Linked DNA regions of Triticum aestivum: region 2 is linked to region 1. The links are chromatin contacts, called in public Hi-C maps. All regions are on one chromosome and are shown on one strand. The core of a region is the stretch at or near the end of the contact, and the rest is flanking DNA. Distances in the headings are between cores, read along the strand shown.

Evidence for each region. A called contact is a pair of places that touch in the nucleus more often than the background predicts.
Region 2: a contact with region 1 is called in a Hi-C map of leaf, with 4 times the contacts expected there. The contact joins the promoter of LOC123167553 here to the promoter of LOC123164435 in region 1. A contact is called at or near these places in 2 of 5 Hi-C or Micro-C datasets (both in leaf).

Annotation. Positions count from the first base shown.
Region 1 is chr7D:194,794,863-194,798,067 of IWGSC CS RefSeq v2.1, forward strand. It overlaps LOC123164435 (G patch domain-containing protein TGH homolog), which reads left to right and starts at 1,618. Exons shown (of 17, transcript XM_044581917.1): 1 at 1,618-1,872; 2 at 2,649-2,739; 3 at 2,831-2,925. The coding sequence starts at 1,735.
Region 2 is chr7D:195,159,866-195,163,457 of IWGSC CS RefSeq v2.1, forward strand. LOC123167553 (plectin) reads left to right here and starts at 2,024. Exons shown (of 13, transcript XM_044585389.1): 1 at 2,024-2,215; 2 at 2,304-2,348; 3 at 2,460-2,558; 4 at 2,822-2,932; 5 at 3,374-3,548. The coding sequence starts at 2,132.

The DNA.
Region 1 (3,205 bases), core at 368-2,867:
CGAATAAGGTGGCTCATGACCTTGCAAGGTAGCTAGATTTCCTCCGACTAATGTTTGGTTTGAGGAGCCTCTGAGCGAAATTGTACCTTTTCATAGATGATGATTAATAAATTTGTTCTTTTGGAAAAACATATAAAAATGGCCCCTTGCTTGCTCAAACAAAACTAACTACCAATTTTGACTAGCTAAACACCGGTGTGTTGCGATGCGATGAAACAATATTTAAAAAGTAGCAGCATGTGACCTACTGTCCTCGATCACGGTGGCATTAATTGCGTTGTGACGACGTTGGAGGCTAAATTATTCTAGGTGCATATGAAGCGATAGATTATGGGTTGTTCCTTTTTTTGGAAAAAATCTCTCTATGAGGAGAAATACCGTTGTAAAAAACCGAACTACTAGTTATCGGCATGCTTAATTAACTGTCTGACTAATTTATTACCTGCATCTGTGGCTAGGTTTCCAAATTGCTCTCGCGCAAAAAATCCCTATTCGATGGACCTAATTAATTACATACATAATTAATAGTCTGACTAATTAATTGTATTAATGGTTTGATTTTCAAATTAATCCAGCGCTCGGTTTCTAACTGCATTAGTGATTGCGTGTGAAACGACGATGTACCAAATCCCCTTTAATAGTATATAATTGGTGATTACGTGCGAAACGATGATGTATCAACTACAATAGTATAAATATATTTTAAAATGATGTAAATTCAAAAATTTCCTCAAAATTCTACGAACTTCATGAGTTTTTTGAAATGCAAATATAAGTAAGTTTCCAAGGATGAAACAATGCTCGTATTTTTTTAAATCATGAAATTTAAAGAATGCTCTTTGTTTTAAAAATTAAAAGAAAAAGAGGAATAAGAAAAACCAAGAAAATTCAACTAAAAACCGAATGAAAATAATAGAAAAATCAGTAAAAAAAATTAAAATGATAGGAACCATTCAAAACCAGCAGAAAAAACAGGAAAAATAAACCCAAATAAAAACTGATAAAACCAAGCAACAGGTGCTCTTACCCAGAAGAATATGATTTTCCCTTTTTTTCATGAGCATCTCCAATACCAAGGTTATTTAGTTCTAGGCTATTGTTAGACACTACTCCCTCCTTTCCTAAATATAAGCAGTTTTAGAGATTTCAATATAGACTATATACGGAGCAAAATGAGTGAACCTACACTTTAAAATATGTATATATATATATCTGTATGTAGTCTGTATTGAAATCTTTAAAAAGACTTATATTTAGGAATGGAGAAAATAGTTCATGAACATATTTTAAAACAGTTTAAAAAAATATAAGAGTAGTTTTGTCATCCGCACAAAATAACATATAATGTAGATATAGTTTTAATACCTACAATTATGTTTTAAAATTTATAAATATTGTTTTATATTTATAAATTATTTTTCTAAACAATACATTTTACATCTATTCAAAAACCGATTGCCGATTTTTAAACCAGTTTCTTTTAGCAAGCGAACGGGGGGACAGTGTTCGTCGAGGCTACACGGGGACAGAGTAGCGATTGGAGACCTTTTTTGGGCCCATATGTGCTTGTTAGGCTACACGGGTTACCGTACGGCCTATAGTCTCGGCCCACCTTTTTACCACCACGGAGAGACCCATCTGTCGCCCATCGGCAATTCCCCGTCCCGAACCGTCGTCGTGTACCAGCTTCGCCGCCAGCGAGCTAGGGCTTCCCACTCCGAGGATCCCCCGGCCATGGCATCCCACGACGACGACCAGGACCTCGTGGTCTACGGGACGCCGATCGAGCGGGAGGAGGACATCTCCGCCCGCAAGCGCCGCGCCGTCGCCGACGCAGGCCAGCTCCGGGCCCTTCCCGCCTGGAAGCAGGAGGTACGCACCTCCACCCCATTCACTCTCTGTGTACCTTTTGTAATCAAGCATCGGGATATATTTTTCTCCCTTCTATGGGGTTAGTTGACGGCGCATTAGTTGGTAATAGATTTCAGCTATGATCACTAGCAATTTCGTAATACCTCCGTCCCAAAAAGCTTGGCTTAGATTTTTCCAGACACGGATGTATCTAAGACAAGTAATTCGGGATGGAGGGAGTAGTTTAGTAGCTACGCATGCTAGTTTATACATCCGGGTCTGTCGGGAAAGCGAGTTCTTCAATTTAGGGTTTATTATGACAGAATCGTGTTCAGTGTTTCAGTTTACTGTTTTCGAATCCATTGAACTTCTTCAATAGTGTTTGTTGCGGTTGGGGATGCTGCAAATGTTCTTCAATTTAAGGTTTATTTGACGGAATCATGTGGAGTGAACTATGGGGATGTTCTGGTTTGTAGTAAGGTTGCCACGCTTAACCTTTGGCTTGCAGTTGTGGTGCGCCACACTTTCTTAGCCACATGGTCCAGATGTCATAGGCTCTTTTTTCTTTGGCCAAATCTTGCCACACTTATGGTGACCATTTTGTTCACCACACTTTTTTGTGGCAGCACAGTTTTCCTGATGTTAGTTGTGGCAATATTTCCTTCTTTTGTTACCAACTTGTCAGACACTTGGATTGTCTCTTCTGTTAGCATTGTCATGGAATTGTGTAGCATATGATTTTAAGTAACCAATACCTCTGTTTTTTTATTAAAAAATGAGATGTGATCGGAGTGTAGGTCAGGGATGAGGAAGGGCGGAGAAGATTTCATGGTGCATTTACTGGAGGCTTCTCTGCTGGCTTTTACAATACTGCTGGCTCAAAAGAGGGTATGTTTGTTGCCTTGAGATTATGTTTTTAATATGTGACAATATCGCTGAAGAAATGAATGGGGTTATAAAAAAGTCATTTACTTTATAGGATGGACGCCACAGACATTCACATCTTCACGAAAAAGTAGAGCTGAGCATAAAAAACAAAGCATATATAATTTTCTTGATGAGGAAGATATCAAGGTATGTGATGCTTTTTTTTCTTCTAATGCTCACTTTTTGTATGGAAATTGATAATCTGCAGCAGTCGTACACTGTTTTGTTGTATTTCAAATCATGGTATTCCATACTGGACTGCCTAATGTTTAATGTTTTGAGTGCGAATGCAAACACGCCATGTTCTAAAAAATCTAAAAAACAAGACATTTACATGAAAATGCTTTGATTTTCAGTTTTAATAGACAAGTAATTTTGGTTTGTAATGAAATTGCTCCATGATTGGAAGTAGAATGATAACATCAAT
Region 2 (3,592 bases), core at 774-3,273, 370 kb after region 1:
ATTTCAATGGAAAACTGAAACATGGTTATTGCCGGTTTAAGGTTTATAATGGACAAGTATAAAGCGATGCAAGAGCAGAAGAAGACAGAAGTATATACACATTGTTAAACCGGAATCAGACATGGGAGATGGTACAAAGATAAAGCGGCTTGGCGGTTCAACAGGGGACTAATGGTACCTACCGGATCATCATTTTTCTATGAGATTAAACCGCCTACTCTGGTATAGAAGATACAGATCTAAGATGCATAAGTGAAGGAAAAACAAGTTTCACAGCTTGGCATGGTAATTTCAGATCTGCAGTGCGTTGGTAAATCAAATTATATTCAGACTTAAAGCGCAGGTGCTTAAGCAAGTTTAACAGATCCAAATGAGTTTTTCTACACGAGACAGATGATTTAAGGATGGAAAAGGGGATTGTAACTACCACTGTGTAAGAAAGTAGCAGATCTGAAGTCATCATGTACACTATGAAGAAGAACGGGGAAGAACAGTTTCAAGCCTCGAGGAACACCGAAACCCTAATGATAGATCTAAAGCAAGGGAAAAGAAAATTTACTGATGTTGACAGAGCAGCGGAGGAGCGCCGCGTTTCTCTGGTGCGTTCAGGTCGATGCAGCGGCCGAAGTTGAGGTCGATGGCCAAGCTTGTGGACGGCGGCCGTGCGTGAGGGTTAGGTCGGCTCGAGGAAGAAGAAGAAGCGAAGAGGCACGGGGGGAAATGGAAAAGACCCCCTGGTCCTATTTATAAAGGCAAAGAGATAAGTGACATGCGCGAAAATCGAGGAGCCCAAAAGTTGGGTATGTGGCGGAGCTGTCGCCTCGATTGTCGGAGGCTCATTAATGAAGGTGAGTTATATGCAATTTTTAATAACAGATAACGTCATGGCGGTTTATCATGATCCTGGAAGATGACGTCATGACGGTTTACAAGATTTATGCGAAGGTGCTGAAAAAGAAATTTTCTTAAGTATTGAAGATTGACATGAACCAGTTCAAATCAATCTGGGGCCTAATGTTGGGGATATTACTATTGGGTGTAAACCGGCCAGGAGAGGCCGGGTTATCCCCATAATGAGTTATTATATTTGAAGCCCATAAAGACAAAGATGATGGCGCTTTATGAAGGCCCAGGGCCCAAAGGCGGATTAAGGCCTGTAGTCATAAACCGACATTGATATGTAAGCTTGTGTTGTAAGGCAGAAATAGTAGAGACCGGGCCGGACACGTTTATGAGCCGGCCTCGGAATCCTGTAAACTGGCGGGCGTCAACCCATGTATATAAGGGGACGACCCGGCGGCGGTTTAGGGACAACAAACAACAACTCGAGAACTAGACAAAGCGGATTCGCTCCCTGGTCATCGAAACCTCAGCAATTCCACAACAACTGGATCGTAGGCTTTTACCTTCACCGCAAGGGGCCGAACCAGTATAAACTCTCCGCGTCCTTTGTCCACTTTAACCTCTTTAAGCTAACCCGTCGCGATGGCTCCACGACTAAGTCCTTTCTCTAGGACATGCCGTGACAAAACCACGACAATAATGTTATAAAATTTTGAACATATGTAGTATATACATGTGTATTTGTACTTAGATTTTTTTCCAATTTTTCTTTTGCTATGGGAACTGGTATTTTATTAGTGGGCTCATAAGCCAATCAATCTATGGTTGGATAGTTATTAGGAGGACAGTGTTATCCCAGCCCATCAAAATTCAAGTTGTAGACTTAACATTGATGTTCATATTTTTTTATGCAGGCATTCCGATGATGTGTGTTCAGTGGGAGGTGACGTTTCCGTCGACTACGAAGATGTCAATAACGATTTCGTCAATTTCAAAATGATGTGCCGGCTCAGTCTCTTGAAGGCGCTCATAGAGATAAAATGTGCGTGCGTGCATTTATAGAGTGTGAGTGTATGTGTGTTTATAACCCGGCCACCATTGGCATTTTTCCCTGATCTTCGTCGTACTAGATCGGACGAGTAGCCTGATTTTAATCCTACGGCCACCGACTGGTCCGATAGGAAGCACAGGTCACTAGTCCGATCCGTAGCGCTTCCCTATCTACCGTTGGATCACCGGAGCAACCGAGCGAAACGGACGGGGTTCTGTCTCGCCGACCGTCGACGCGATGGAGGCGGAGGCGGAGGCGGCGGCGCTTTCGCAACTGCAGCTGCAGCTCCTTGCCCTCGTCTCCGATCTCCGGCTCACCCGCGTGAGTCACCGAACCACCTTCTAGACCTTCCAGAGCCCCCCAGGTCCTAACTCTCCCCTCCTCTTCCCTCTCTCCCTACCGTTCGCAGGAGCGGGAGCGGGCCGCGCGGGAGGAGCTCCACGCGTCCAGCGAGGTCTGCCGCCCATAGATTCGATCGGTGTTGGACCTCTTAGGGCTTTCTGGTTGTTCTGGGAGAGATGCTTTTCTAACGCGATTTTGGGTGGGAACGGGATGAATTGTGCAGAGGTGGAAGGCGGCGGAGGAGGAGCGCAGGAGGGAGGCTCGGGAGCTGCGGGCGGAGTCGGCGGCGCGGGACGACGCGCTGCAAAGGCTCGAGTCCAGGGTTCGTCCCTCTTTGCCCCCATTATCTCCCGTTTGGCCCATCCAGTAGAGATTATCCTGGTTACTGCACTGTTGTTGTGTTTGGGGCCATTTAAACCATACATTTCATCACAAATTTTGATCTGAGGAATACTGATTAGACATAAGCAACACTGTTCTTGAGTGCCCATGATGCAATCGCCGGTAGTGAATTCTCAAATCCTCCCCTTGTGCGCGATTACTGCCTGTCAGGCTGGGAGTCATTGCAATTTTTTTGCTCTACAGGTGAAGTGCCTTGAAAATGAAAATGAGCTGCTGGAAAGAAACGAAAAGGATTTGAAAGAAAACATAGAGAGACTGCTTCAATCAAGGGAGGCATTCATGAGACAGTACGAGGCATGTGTCGACCTTAACATTTGCCCCTTCTTTTGGGCTGTTGTTACTGCTAAGTTGAATTTGCTGCATTGTATTCTCTCAGTATAAAACTTCACTGAACTTACAGTCTGTGTAAAGTCACATGTTCATGCAAGGCTTCGTTCAGATATTTATCTTAAGATCTCTTTTAGCAGCATCATGTATATGGATAACTTCTAGGAGTGTAAGATGATAGATGTACCACATTCTTTCATTTTATGTAGCAGCTGTCAAATGCTCTTCTGTACACTGCAGTAATCTCCTTAAAGATTTGAATTGTGCACAAACTTCTATAAATGTAATACCATTTCAATTTGTGGATGCCACAACACTTTTGAATGTATGAAGAATGTAGGCTTGAATTCTGAACTGTTTATGGAAGCAGTCTGATGTTTGGCTCACGATACTATGTTTGATAGGCAGGACTCTGCTTGTTCTCTGCAATGGACCATCCAGATGAGGGATAAACAGATTACCGTAATTTCAGAAAAGCTGAATTCCCATCTGGCTTTGTTTAATTCAGTAGGAAAGGAAGTTGCTGCGGTAAAACAAGTACTAGGTGACGTGGAATGCCTAGTTGGTGAGAAGGAAAATGTAGGTATGAGCGCATTATCCTAATATTGTTTGACCAATCAGTTCCAT